2 separate regions of the Pan troglodytes genome follow, and region 1 is linked to region 2. A link is a contact called in public HiChIP or PLAC-seq data. All regions are on one chromosome and are shown on one strand. Each heading gives the region's core, a stretch centred on a gene start, on an enhancer-like site or on the middle of the called end of the contact. The rest is flanking DNA. Distances are from core to core; before and after follow the strand shown. Region 1 holds the start of AFF1 (ALF transcription elongation factor 1). Region 2 holds the start of MAPK10 (mitogen-activated protein kinase 10).

Region 1 (7,214 bases), core at 1,850-4,349, 300 kb after region 2:
GCCTGTGGTCCCAGCTACTCAGGAGGCTGAGGTGGGAGGATCACTCAAGCCCAGGAGGTGCACAACATTCCAGCCTGCGTGATAGTGTGAGACCCTGTCAGGAAAGAAGGAAAGAAGGGAGGGAGGGAGGGAGGGAGGAAGGAAGGAAGGAAGGAAACTGAGGTGCAGAGAACAACTTGCCCAAGGTCACAAAGCCATTGGTTGTGAAGTTGGGATCTGAACCCAGGAAGTCGGACTCCAGAATCAGTGCTCTTACCTATTAGGCTATACGAGATATATTAGAAAGGGGTGGGCAGAGCAAAGTTCAATATGATTCCATGTGTTAAAAAGACATATGTGTGTGTATACATGTGTGTATGTGTCTTGTGTAGCCGCAGAAATTCTAGAAAACATATAAGACATTTTACTTCTGAGTGGGAATCAGGAATGGGAATGGGGAGAGATAGCATTTTTATCTTCCTTTCATATGCTTCTATACTGCTAGAAAGTTTTTGGTGTATTGTTTTTACAATCTTTTAAAAACACCGAACCAAAAAAAGCCCCAGGTAAGGAGTTACCTTGGCAAATGAACTCCAAAGAGCGCTACTACCATTCTGTTCCTCTTCACTTGGCTATTCTTATAAACAGTATGATATCAAATACTTTCTTGAGAGAATGAAAGAGAAAGCCCTGGTGTTACAGAAATTGTTCATGATATAAAATTCTGCATAATTAAAACCACGGAATCAGTGCTTTAAGTCATTCTCCAGAAATAGGAAGATCTTCATATAATGTTTATAATGATACTTAGTATAGGCCGGGAGCGGTGGCTCACGCCTATAATCCCAGCACTTTGGGAGGCCGAGGCGGGCGGATCACGAGGTCAGGAGATTGAGACCATCCTGGCTAACATGGTGAAACCCCGTCTCTACTAAAAATACAAAAAAATTAGCCGGGCATGGCGGCGGACGCCTGTAGTCCCAGCTGCTGGGGAGACTGAGGAAGCAGAATGGCGTGAACCCGAGAGGCGGAGCTTGCAGTGAGCCGAGATCGCGCCACTGCACTCCAGCCTGGGTGACAGAGCAAGACTCCATCTCAAAATAATAATAATAATAAAAAAAATAATAATAATAATGACACTTACTATAGTGGTACTTGCCCATAGTTCAAGGTCTAAATACATACTAAACTGACAAAACTAAACAGAATGCAACAGTGAGTTTTCTCTGAATTTCTTATAGCTCTGGTTTTATAATCCCGCAGGGAATCCTCATTTACTTCACAGAATATTGTTTAAAAGACAAATTCATCTGATGCCTAATCAAACGTTTAAGAAAGGAAAAGACTGCACTACAATACCACAGAGTAAAACTACTGTGTGGTTGCAACACGTGCTCACTATGCGTTCACTGGATGACAGGCAATGTGAAAGTACTTCACATACACGACTTCATTTATAATCCACACCGCATAGTCAATTGTTATATGCATCTTGCAGATGCAGAGATCAAGGTACGAAGAAGATGGCCTTAGGGAGCTGGGGGCAGGGCCAGGCTTGGAGCCCACGTCTTCTTGATTGGAAAGCATGTGTTGTCCATCCACTGCCTGCCAAAGTATACAGGATATAAAAGCGACCCTTTGTACCAGCTAATTAGGTGCTCTGTTAAGATACATCTGACACCAGGGCATTTTTTTGGTAGACGTGGAGTATCTAAACAAAGTTTTTTTAAAGTTGTGGGTGGAAGCAGAAAATGCTGTCTTGGAACAAAAAGACTCCAAGTCTAGCCTTTGCATTTCCTTACTACAGGACTGTGACTTTGATCAAACTTCTCTGAACCTCAGTTTTCTCACTTGAAAGTGTTGTTGTGTTGTAAAGACCAAGTAAGATAATTAACTTATAAAAGCAGTTGCCAAAAAAAAAAAAAAAAAAAAAAAAAAAAAAAATCAGATCCCAGACACCTGAAAATACTTCACATAGCCCAGTATCTCATGGGGAGCACAGAGTGTCCAGTCCTTTTATTTAACAAAGACACTCCCCACCCCAGTCAATGCTTACCCTGATTTTAAAAAAAATAATAATAATACTTACACATTATAACAACTGCCCCGCAAAATGGTTTTCACTGTGTTCTTTCTTGGCACTCCATACGCCATGGTGAGTTATTACGGTATGATTTCGTTACATAGGTGCCTGATGGAATGTCACAGATAACTCTGTTCACTTTACCTGAAATGATGGCAACGCACCTAATTAATGCCTCTCACGTGAATATTTTGTAGCCAAATAATAGAAAAAAAAATTCTGAATGTCAGAAAGTCCTTAATAAGTGTTCATTGAACTGGAACCCCAAGTGTAAAACCGTGTTCTCTTTCATTTTTCCATGAACTCATTTTTTCATTTTTTGCCACCGAATAAGGAGAAAATGCCAGGTAAGTTTCGTCATCCTGAGACAAAGTTTCGGTGTCGCACTCTCTGCCCTTGCCTGAGCCTGCCAAACCAGCTCCAACACCGCTGCGCCAAAATGTGTCTGATCGTGGCAGTGCTGAGAGACCAAAGGCTCTGCCTGCACAGGAACCACCCGCCCCGGCCCGGGCACTTTGAGCAGAGCAATCCTTCCCAGGTTTTCCCTCATTCAAAACACTCAGCACCACTCCCGCGTCCCCGCCCTTGCACGCCGATTCGGGGCGAGTCCCCTTCCCTTCCCCGGACGGACGCGCAGGGCCCGGGAGGAACCGGTTCCCGGGACGGGTGGGGGCCTCGGCCGCCCACAGAGCCCGCGGAGAAGGGAACGGCCTCAGCCTCGGCTCCTTCCCACACCTGGGCCCCACCCTGCCTCCGACTCGCCAGGAATGCGCTGTGTGCGCGGGGCTTCCAGGGTGGCGGGTCCCCGCGAGCCGGCGCCGGCGGCCTGGTTACCCGGGCTCCAGGGGCTCGGAGGGTCGTGGCCGGGGTACTGAGGGAAGAGCGCGCTGCGCTAAGCGCACATGGCCGCGCACACGCCTCGGGGCCGCGCCGCAGGCACACGCCTCCTTCCCGCTCGCCGCGGGCGCCGAGTCTGGGGCTCCTCGCGTCACGCCGGAGCCTCAACAAAGGGCTTTGTGGGGCCCGCCCCACCCGCCAGGGAGGGGACGCCGGGCCCGGGAGACGCGCCCCGCGGGGTCCGCTCTCTGGTAACCGCGCCGGGGCAGGCCGCGCTCTCGGAATCCAGCCAACCAGCCAGAGAGGGCTGTAAGCCAGACCTTTCCTGGGAAGGACGCTTTCCAATGTAGGGGGCTGCATCCAAGCGATCTGGACTTCGTTTGGGGGCGCCATTTAAAGAAATGTACCCAGTCCTGGCTGCTGACATCTGGGGAACCGAAGCCGTGTTGCCAGCGTTCTCACACTGCAGTGGGTGAAGGCAGTGAGCTCAAAGACCACGTGTGATATTTTAGGTGTTCGTGTTCAGAGCAAGACAGCATCAATTTCTAAAGCCGTTATTACGCTGTGGTGATTTCGTATTTCTTCATTTGAATACATCAGATGGCCACCCCTTACGGTCAAATGAAACAAGCTTACATTTCCATTTTGAGTGAGGATTTTGATGTCAGAACTGGTTTGGAATTCTAGCTCTGGCACTTAAGATTTAACCTTAAGATTTCGCATGTCACTGCTCTAAGCATCAATTTCTTCATCTATAAAACAAGGATAATGCTCTACGTCTTAGAGGGTTGTTCTGAGGATGAAAGATCCTGCCCTGTGATTCTCCGCCACGTGATAAGTGCCTAATTGATTGTGAGCCTAAAAACAACTTTATGAAATAGGTAAGAGCGATACTACTCATTCCAATTGTGGAGCCGACGAATGAGTTCAGGGTGGTTAAAGGGCTGCCCAGAGTCACATGGCAAGTTCCAAAGCCAACTTTTAAAGATAAACACAGATGGGCCAGGCACGGTGGATGGGCCGGGCGCGTGTCTCACGCCTGTAATCCCAGCAATTTGGGAGGCCGAGAGGGGCAGATCACGAGGTGAAGGGGTTCGAGACCAGCCTGGCCAACCGACATGGTGAAACCCTGTCTCTACTAAAATGCAAAAATTAGCTGGGCGAGGTGGCGCGCGCCTGTCGTCCCAGCTATTCAGGAGGCTCAGACAGGAGAATTGCTTGAACCCGGGAGGCAGAGGTTGCAGTGAGCCGAGATGGCGCCACTGCATTCCAGCCTGGGCAACAGAGACTCCATCTCAAAAAAAAAAAAGATAAAACACAGTAACCTTTCCATCTGACAAGCAACTTCTGATCCTTCTAATTAGAGTAGGCTCGCAGGGCTGACCCATCTTTCAAAGGTGCTTTTGTGCCTCCCAGAAACTGGAAGGTGAGGACTCAGTCACTCGCTCTTCAGCATTTCTGCTTTACCACCAGTGAAAAGTGAGCACCGAGGAGTGACGGTGGGTGTTTTCTTTCCACAAAGAATGTTGAAACCCTCAATGGACTGTGAGACCAGTGTACTACAGATTTTGGCCTGAATTTTTATTTATTTATTTATTTATTTATTTATTTATTGAGATGGAGTCTCGCTCTGTCACCCAGGCTGGAGTGCAGTGGCGCCATCTCAGCTCACTGCAAGCTCCGCCTCCCGGGTTCACGCCATTCTCCTGCCTCAGCCTCTCGAGTAGCTGGGACTACAGGGGCCCACCACCACGCCCAGCTAATTTTTTTGTATTTTTAGTGGAGACGGTGTTTCACTGTGTTAGCCAGGATGGTCTAGATCTCCTGACCTCGTGATCCGCCCACCTCGGCCTCCCAAAGTGCTAGGATTACAGGCGTGAGCCACCGCGCCTGGCCTTTGGCCGGAATTTTAAAAAATGAGTTAGCATAGAATGGCGAATAAAATTAGAGTACATCACACAAATAAGTGTTAAGAAGGTATTATTTTGTGGCACTTTCATTTCTGTTATATACATATATATATACACATATACACATACGTGTGTGTGTGCTCAGGCTCAATGTACAGCCCTTACAATGGGTCTAAAAAATTTGAAAGGCACTTTCTTAGGTGATTTTATTTTAGAGATGAAAAAACAGAGACAGAGAAGTTATTTGAGGTTATATCCAGATAGGGGACAAGCCACCTTAGAAGGGAAGTTCCTCATGGTTCCATGGTAAGTTCTCTTTTTATAGTTGTAGAAATAGGTCTAGGGCCACACCAGAAGAGGTCAAGACTGTGATTTCTTTATACAGGAACTCCATTTCCAGCATATGCATAAAATTCCTGACAATTGTATTTAGTTATTTCCTGTGTGACTCACTGTGAACAAATATGGTGGACATTACTGTGTATGACTTCTGAGATAAGGTCATAAAAGGTATTGTGGCTTCCTACTTGCAGTCTCTCTTGGGTCACTTACCCTAGGAGAGACTGGCTGCCATTTGAAAGGACACTCAAGCTGCCTTATGGAGAAATTCATAAGGAATTGAGGCCTTTTGCCACCAACCATGTGATTAAGCCATCTTGGAAGCAGATGCTTCAAGGCCCAGTCAAGCCTTCAGATAACTTTAGCCCCAACTGAGGTCTTGACTTAAACTTCGTGAGAAATTCTGAGCCAGAACCACCCAGCTAAGTCACCCTAGGATTCCTGGCTCTCAGAAAATATAGGATAATAACTGTTCATCATAGTTGGGCACGGTGGCTCATGCCTGTAATCTCAACACTACGGCAGGCTGAGACAGGAGGATCACTTGAGCCTGGGAGTTCAAGACCAGCCTGGGCACCATAGTGAGACCCCATCTTTACAAAAAGTAGAAAAAAAACTTAGCTGGATGTGGTGGCACACACCTGTAGCCCCAACTACTCCAGAGGCTGAGGCAGGAGGATCCCTTGAGCCCAGGAGGTTGAGGCTGCTGTGAGCCATGATCACGACTGCACTCCAGCCTGAGTGGCAGAATGAGACCCTGTCTCAATTTTTAAAAAAATCATTATTTCCTCATTTTAAGCTACCAACTTTTGGGATAATGGTTACACAACAATAGATAGCATTAGACAGCAATAGATACCACTAAATATCTTATTGTAGAAGGAATGTTTTATATAGAGGAAAATGCTCATATTTTTATAATTAAGATTAATACTAAAATTAAAATGAACAGTAAAACACATTACACTTTACAGACATTTGCCATCCAGGACGACTTAAGATCCTTAACATTGTCAACACAAAAAAATACATGGCCTCTGCCACTTCCCCACATGTATTTTAAAATAATACAATTTTCTAGAAGGTGGATGTCCAAAAGAGATCTGGTTTTTCTCACAATGACTATTTCAGTATATCCTTTTGAAATATCAAATTCTTTCTACAATTTCTTCCTCTCTCTCTCCCTCTTTCCCTCTATTTCTATCGCTATCTCTATTGATGTCTCTATACCTATCTCTATTGCTATCTCTATTCATCTTTTCCCCCCCTGCTTTGCTGGTGTCCTACACACATCTTTCTATTAGGTAAGGCTTCAACCATCTCTTCTATGCCAGAAAGTAAGCAAGTATCCTTTTAATTGGTTAAGAGAGCATTGCTGCCACCTAGTGTTAACACTAAAGCACAAGAAGGAATGCAAAAGATAATCATCAACACCTAACACAGAAACAATAATAGTGTGGTAACTTTACAGTCATTTACTATGTTTTGAGTACTGGTGAATGTATTTCATATACATTGTCTTACTTAATTATCACACAATAAATGCTACTATTAATTTAGGGTGGGATTTTAGGAATATTAGAGAAGAAAAAAATGGAGGCACCTCAACCACGAATAACTTTTCTAAGGTTACAGGATTTGAACCCAGACTGCCTTATTCTGATTTTTGTGCCGTCCTCATCACACTGCACTACATATTCTCCCAGGACTATAATTAGGGCAAGGTTTTAGATTACACATTTGAAAACAGTTTCGCAACTACCCTTTTCAAATATAATTTCTCATGACATACATGTATATATGTATGTGTATCGTCATTCTCATTTCAAAAAGTGACATTTTCTTTCTTTTAACTTAATGTGTAAATCACAAATGCAGCTTACAGTTTTCTAATGACTATTATAAAACTCTCTAGTAATGACACCAATTCTAGGATAACGACAAAACAACACATCTGCACAAACTTTAAAATCACCAAATAACAGCCCTAAATATTCTCCACCCTTCTGTACTAGTTTCTAATTGTCTCACCTGTCTGGCCACTCCTTTGCTTATTTCTCTCATTC
Region 2 (7,092 bases), core at 208-2,707:
GGGAAGAACTGAGAAAAGGGCTCCAATCATCCACTTGTGTTTCCAATCCAAGGAGCCTGGCCTGTTATTTACTTTCACCACTCATCCCTGCTGCTGCTCTTTAGTTTTTGTTGTTCCCCTCAACTGACTTTCCTCATCTTTGCTGCATTCATCAAAGCCCAGTGTAAATTCCCCTCTTCCATAAACTGAGGAATCCAGCCCATTTTACATAGCAAACTTTCTCTTAGCTGCTACCTACTCAAAGTTTGGCTGCACATTTTAGCTATAATTGTTCTCAAATTGTTTCAGGAGTGCTAGTTTTCTTTCTTAGGCTCCAGGTTAGCTCCTTGGGAGCGGGGACTTAGCTTGAAATCCTGCTGTGTATTTTCCGTTGTGTTTAGCCCTATGAGTAATCACATTCAATGCATACTTGTAAGGCATATTTGACTGAAGATATCTATCATAGTTATTCATTTAGTAAATGATATAATGAAAACTCAAGTGCTCGCCAAAGATAAATCATTACTATTAATTCCCTCATTCATCATACATGTATGGCAGCCTCAGGGGCTAGGGAACCTAGGATTGCTGCTTTGACTTTTTTTGGGGAAGCCAAATAAGCCTCAGATCTCTCCACTTTGGAGCCAGCCATGAAATTCAGATTTACCTAGGGCTCAACATTAAGGGTCTCAGACTAAATTTATCTTCAGGTACCCTTTCCAGAGTGGACCAGTTTACCTTATACCTCTGAGAATAACCCAAAACTTTCAAAACTCAAATCACAGGATATTATTTGTTCATGAATTCAGCAAGACTCTCTTGTTTAACTATTGAAACTCAAATATTTCGGCTTGCAGCAAGGAGGGGTATAGCTGTCTGGATATACCTTGGCCAAATTTCAGTGTATATAGAAAAGTGGGAGGTTATCGACTATGTTAAACCTTTTCCTTAAATTTTCGAACTTCGGGATTATTTTAGTCTCATAGATAAAATAACAAGGCAAGTATTTACAAACTTTTTTCAAAAATATGAGAATTTGAGTTTTCCCTAGGGCATTTGGCGTTGTGCTGTCACCACACTTTTGAAGATAGCTTTACAACCGTGGGAAAACTCACCGGGCTTTTTTCGTTGACCCCGCAATTTCTAAGTTGCTATATTGCTGCAAGGAGCTGGCAAAGCCATGCTCTTCCTCTCTCCTCTTCCTTTCAAAGACCAAAGCGCCCCGTGAGAATATAGAAACAAGGCTGAGAGGCAGCGAAGAGTAAGGGAGGAGCCAGCACTTACGCATTTTTCACTCTCCTCCTCACTCCCTAGGGTCATAGTTTTGATTCTGAAGTTAGAAGTGTGGGGGTCGTCGGCTGCATTTTCAACTTGGCCTAAAAGTTGGAGTTCACACTGCAGGCGCTAGGAACTCTGCCGCTCGGTCACCAACCTGAGCCTCTGGCTAGTCCGAAGAACGCGAAAAGCCAGGCCCAAGGCACTGGTTGTCATGGCAACCGGGGCGCTGGTCTCCCTGGCGACCTCGTCCCTAGGGAGGAGGTGGAGCTGGATGCCAGGCGGGCCAATGAGGTCGAGGGGAGCTCGGGGTGGGAGATCTGCGGTCCTCCCAGTGCCGGGGAATGGTTGAGTGACAGGACCGGGGGGGCGGAGCCGGCGCGGCTGCCCGAGGTGGAGCCCCAGTGGTGCGAGTAGCTCCAGCGGCCACGCTGAGGCGAGGGTGACACACCATGCTCACGGCCCCTGGAGACCGTCGTGCTGGCGAGCCGTGCTCCGTAGCTCCCCGGTCCGCCTCGGCAGCGGTCAGAATCGCCTACAGGAGTTGAGCCGCCCGCGCCAGAAGGTTTTGGCGAAGCTCTTGGAGAGGCGTCGAGCACAGTAGGGCGGCTGGGGTGCGTTGAGCGCTCGGGGGTCAGGCAGTCGGCCGGGATCGCCGCTGGGGAGCGTTTCCGAGGCGAGGAGGAGGAGGAGGAGATGCTGCTCCTCTTCTCCCCCTCCCCAGGCTCCTTCTCCAGCTCCTTCAGCCCACGCCCGCAGCCGCTTGTGGGAGAAGAGGTGGTGGCTCTCGGCGCCCGCGGCGGCTGCCGGCGGCCCGCCCCGACGCCGCGTCCCTGCAGCCCTCGCCCGGCGCTCCAGTAGCAGGACCCGGTCTCGGGACCAGCCGGTAAGGACGAGAGCCGCCCTGGGCTCTGCGCTGCTTGTGCAGAAGTGCAAAACAAAGTACATTGCGCTCGTTCTCTTCCTCCTCTCTCTGCTTTCGCTCCAGTCCCTAAACCCAACTCCTCGGTTGCCCGGGTAGAAGGAACTTTTCTTTGGTTTTGGTGGTGGGTGTTTTTGTACGTTAGAGTGGGGGTGGGGTGACTGGAGTGGGGAAGAATGAGATGAAACTCCATTGCTAATTAGGTAGATCCATCTCCTCTGCGGAAGAAAGCCGGATTCTCGGGAATGAAACCCACAGGGGGAGTAAGAGATTGTGGGGTAATAGGGAGTGACATTGCCCCGTCGTGCTTGCACAGCTCCGCTCTGTGCGTGCTTAAGGGAAGGGCTCCCGGAGTCTGTTTCTAATTTCTGCAAATGATTGTGGAGATGGTGTGGTTAGAGGCCGCCCAGAAGAATGTGTATGTGTAAGGGCTCGAGAAGGGGGTGGGATGGCGGGGAAGCAGAGGAAGAGGGGGCAGAGGGAGAGACACTGTCTGATGCAAGCTCTTTTATTGCTTTTCTTCTGCTTGCTAAAGTTAACACTCTACCCTCCGGCCCCCTAGCCCCACCGCTTTGCTCATTACGTGATACTGTAAGAGCAGACAGCTGGGAAGCTAAAGTTAAACCAAAGTCAAGAAAATTCTTACAAAGTTTAATTTCCTTCTGTTGTGAATATAATGGAGAGAGGAGGATGGGGAGAAATATCACTAAGAGATTTACAGCAATACAGTTTTCATTGGCCATACACGTATATGATCGACACCACCGCACACTTCCAACTAATCTGTTCGACAGCCTTGTGTCATTTTCATTTAATTGCATCTTTGAAACAACAAACGCGGTGACTTCATAGGGAGCTGCCTGGAGCTGAGCTCCCTCGCAGAAAATGGGGCAATCGGGTTTGTTTTCAAGGCAAGACCTGAACAAAATGTAGGACACCTGATCTGTGGGATGAAGGGCGCTGGTAACTAATTATAAATTTTAAGATTTTAAAATTTATATCTAGAAAGTTTACTAAAGGATGGGGGGGGGAAGTAAAAGTGCATGTATTATGAAACAAGCTTAGGTATTTTCCTAAAGTCTTGATGACTGTGTTGGCAGGGTCCAGGTGAAAACTTGCTTCATGCTCATTGGCTGCTTGTAGTGGTGCCAAGATACAAATTATTTCTCGTTTTAATATCACTAGGAGCATTTTTTAGTAAATTCATACATATATTGATTTAGTAAATTTATACAGAGGCGCACTGACTGACGTCCAATCTTGTTTATTATACTTTGTTCATAACATTGTGTTCTACTTGATGTTCTAGAGGCTTTGTGGGAGTATGTGTGGGGAGAGGATAGGATGGAAATTAGAACTAAAAACAGAAAAATATTTGAGGTTAGTTGTTAAGAAAAGGACTGATTTCATAGTGTTTTTCACTTTTACAATTAGAGAATGATAGCTTGCTTTACCATTATGTAGGTTTATCTTTGAATTTGCATTTGTCCCACCATTTTTACTTGCATGTAAAGCCTAGTTATATTTTGGAGGGTGATTACCAGCATCCAAAAATATAAATGGCTTTTCATGTCACAAGTAACATACACGCACACCATTAAAACCAGTGTCAATTTAAAAGTCAGATTTTAATGCTATGATGGGGTCACGTTATAAAACTTACGTCATCTTTTTGTTGTTGTTTTTGAGGGCTGCCTCCTAAATACGGTATGTGAATGTGGGAATTAGCTAATCATTTGTTTTGGAGTAGATAATATAAATGATAGGTGTTCATCTTTAAATGAATGAAATTTATGTATTCTTTGTTATTGAGAAAAACGGGTGTTGATTTGTTCTGTCTTTAATGTGTTAAGGATTGGATGGGGAAGTGTTGTAGCTTCTCCCATATCAATGGAGTGTATATTTTTCCAGCTCATCTTAGTGCCCAGCCCCAAATGTACTGGAGAGAAGGACTGTAAGGGATAAACTATTACTTCTTTTTTTTCCTCTTCACCCTCTTCTTTTGACAGAGGGTGTAATTTTTAAATAAACCCCAAAACATTTTTATGCATAATTAAATTATAATTAACACCATTTGAAATGAAAAAGAAACACAACCATACTCCAAGCCAGTGCATTTAGTAGTTACTCCTGTCAACATATTCTTGTTTTGGAATATGCTTTGGGAGAACTCTGTGTGGTTCAAAGTATTCTCCTGTTTGCCTCTGATGCAACCAAGTACGACTCATTTGAGTTAATATCACTTTACAAGGTAGGGGCCTGAGAAAGGAGAAAAGATAATGGGTCTTAGGATAGAAGAATCAGTGCTGATGGAAATGACGAGAATCTTTTGGGCTGGGCTTCCTTTTTTTTTTTTTTCCCTGAAAAACTCTCTTTTAATTTGAAAATTAAAATGGGTCAAATAACTTAGGAACTAAATGTTTTAAAGATAGCTTTTAAGATAGGGTCTCTGTTGCCCAGTTTGGAATGCAGTGGCTCGATCATGGCTCACTGCTGCCTCAACTTACCAGGCTCAAGCAATCCTCCTAACTCAGCCCCCAAAGTAGCAGGTACCACAGGTGTACAACACCACACCTAACTAATTTTGTTTATTTTATTTTATTTTTTTAAATAGATACAATGTATTGCTGTATTGACCAAGGCTAAAAGATAGCTTTTAATGAGTACATTAATGTAGGACTTTTAATGGCTTAAGTTAAAGTTGAAAGTTTCATACTAGCTGTAAATGTCCCATCAAAACTCCCATCTGTAAACTGCTTTGGGAGGTGGAGTTCTAATAATCCTTTGAGTTTGGGAAGAAAATGAAAACACCTTTAAGACCCTTATTCTTGTTTAGTGTCAGGCACTGTGAATAAGCACCCTGCTCTATCCTGCCCAACCCTGTTCCCAAGAATGTGTGACTGTCACTAATAGTAAGGCAGTAGGTGGGCCATTTCTTAGGATAAAAAGAGAACAATTCCTAAATAATCTTGTATAGAGGCTGGTGTAGATTTAAACCATAAACTTCACATGTTTTTCCCAGAGTTTGCTATCAAATGCATGGGAAATACAGGAACAGGGTCTGGTTCAAGTGCTTGTTTAGATGTGTTTGCCTTATCCTGTGCTCTGCCATTGAATCCTGCTTTTTTAATTTTTGTTTTGTTTTGATTTGTTTTCACACTGGAAAAGTATGAACATTCTCTGAAACAAACTGTCTCAAAGAAAATCCTTCTGCATAGTATAAAAAGTGTGGAGGACTGCTGTCTGACAAATATGTATCCAAATCCTAGAGACTAAGTTTATTTTTAATAATTTAATAATATATACTTCTCAAGGCTTTTTTGCTTTGTCGTGCTTTTTTTTTTTAAGATGGAGTCTCGCCCAGGCTGGAATACAGTGGCGCAATCTTGTCTCACTGCAACCTCTGCCCCCGATCCTGGGTTCAAGCAATTCTCCTGCCTCAGGCTCCTTAGTAAGCTGGGATTACAGGTGTGTGCTACCACACCTGGCTAATTTCTGTATTTTTAGTAGAGACGAGGTTTTGCCATGTTGGCCAGGCTGGTCTTGAACTCCTGACCTCAAGTGATCGGCCTGCCTCAGCCTCCCAAAGTGCTGGGATTACAGGCGTGAGCCACCGTGCCTGGTCCCTCTCAAGGTATTTTGAGGATGAAATTAATATGTGCATATGTGGTTTAAGTGCAAGCTGACACTCAGTATTTAGTTTGCTTCCTTCCTTGCCAATTTTCTTTAAAAAATTAAATAATCACAAAAACCTATAACTACTCAAATCATTCTTGAATGTGTAACTTGAATCTGGCTGGTGAAAAGGCCCTCTTTACCTACTAGCCAATAAATGTCTTTGGTTGCATACTTCATCTGTGCTTAATAAACAGTTTCTTTTTTTTCCTCCTAGTTTAGTAGTATTCAACTCTGCCTGTACCTTAGAATCACCTGGATAGCTTTTTTTAAGTTTTTTAATTTTTTTTTAAGAGACAAGATCTCACTCTGTCACCCAGGCTGGAATACAGTGGTGTGATCATAGCTCACTGCAACTTTAAATTGCTGGGCTCAAGTGATCCCTCCGCCTCAGCATCCTGAATAACTGATACTGCAGGTGCGCGCTATCCAGCTAATTTTTTATTTTTTGTAGAGATAATGGTCTTCCTATGTTACCCAGCCTGGTCTTAAACTCCCTGGCCTAAAGCAGTTCTCCCTCCTTGGCCTCCCAAAGCACGGGGATTACAGATGTGAGCCACTGCACCTGGTCTGGATAGCTTTTAATAATCTCCATGCACCGGCCTCAACTCAGACTATTAAACCAGAATCATTGTGGATGAGACCCTGGCATCCGTATTTTTAGAAACTCCTTAAGAAACTATAGTCAACTTTGGAACCAATGTTCTAGACTCTACTAGAATAGAGTGTAGAAAATTTGGTTCCCATAAATGCAGCAAAATTTTTTGTGTTGGATTATATTTTATATTTATGTATTTTTTCTATATAAATCTTAAGAATTTAAAACACAAAAATGTCTCAGAAGCATCTATGTATATGCCTATCTACAGGCCTTTTTACTATTTGGATGAGAATTTAAGGTACAAATATTTCCCTAGAGCTGTACTGTCAAATGTAGTTTCCCTGGCCATATATGGTATGTAAATTTATATTTTAATTAATTAAAATTAGATACAATTTAAAATTCTGCTTATTACAACTAGCCATATTTTAAGTGCTCAGGAGCCACTTGCAGCTACTGGCTACTGTAGCAAACAGCTCAGATATAGAACATTTCCTCATCACAGAAAGTCCTGTACTGCTTAGAGGTTTTGAAATTTGTGTATGTTTCTTATCATCTGAAATGGCATATATATAATTCCTGTTATTTCCTTCAGATTTATAATTTTAAAATATATTGTGTTATTTTTTAAAGTTACTTT

Evidence for each region. HiChIP or PLAC-seq counts read pairs in DNA pulled down with a chosen protein or histone mark.
Region 1: a contact with region 2 is called in an H3K4me3 HiChIP or PLAC-seq map of stem cell-derived excitatory neurons, with 9 times the contacts expected there. The contact joins the promoter of AFF1 here to the promoter of MAPK10 in region 2. A contact is called at or near these places in 2 of 7 Hi-C or Micro-C datasets (blood and stem cell-derived neural progenitor cells) and 1 of 1 datasets of contacts at active chromatin or transcription factors (stem cell-derived excitatory neurons).

The regions. Positions count from the first base shown.
Region 1 is chr3:88,270,192-88,277,405 of NHGRI_mPanTro3-v2.0_pri, forward strand. AFF1 (ALF transcription elongation factor 1) reads left to right here and starts at 3,100. Exons shown (of 21, transcript XM_054683810.2): 1 at 3,100-3,780. C4H4orf36 (chromosome 4 C4orf36 homolog) reads right to left here and starts at 2,982. Exons shown (of 5, transcript XM_024356166.3): 1 at 2,897-2,982; 2 at 2,069-2,206. The coding sequence starts at 2,133.
Region 2 is chr3:87,973,678-87,980,769 of NHGRI_mPanTro3-v2.0_pri, forward strand. MAPK10 (mitogen-activated protein kinase 10) reads right to left here and starts at 1,458. Exons shown (of 14, transcript XM_054683823.2): 1 at 1,264-1,458. PTPN13 (protein tyrosine phosphatase non-receptor type 13) reads left to right here and starts at 1,204. Exons shown (of 45, transcript XM_063808935.1): 1 at 1,204-2,140.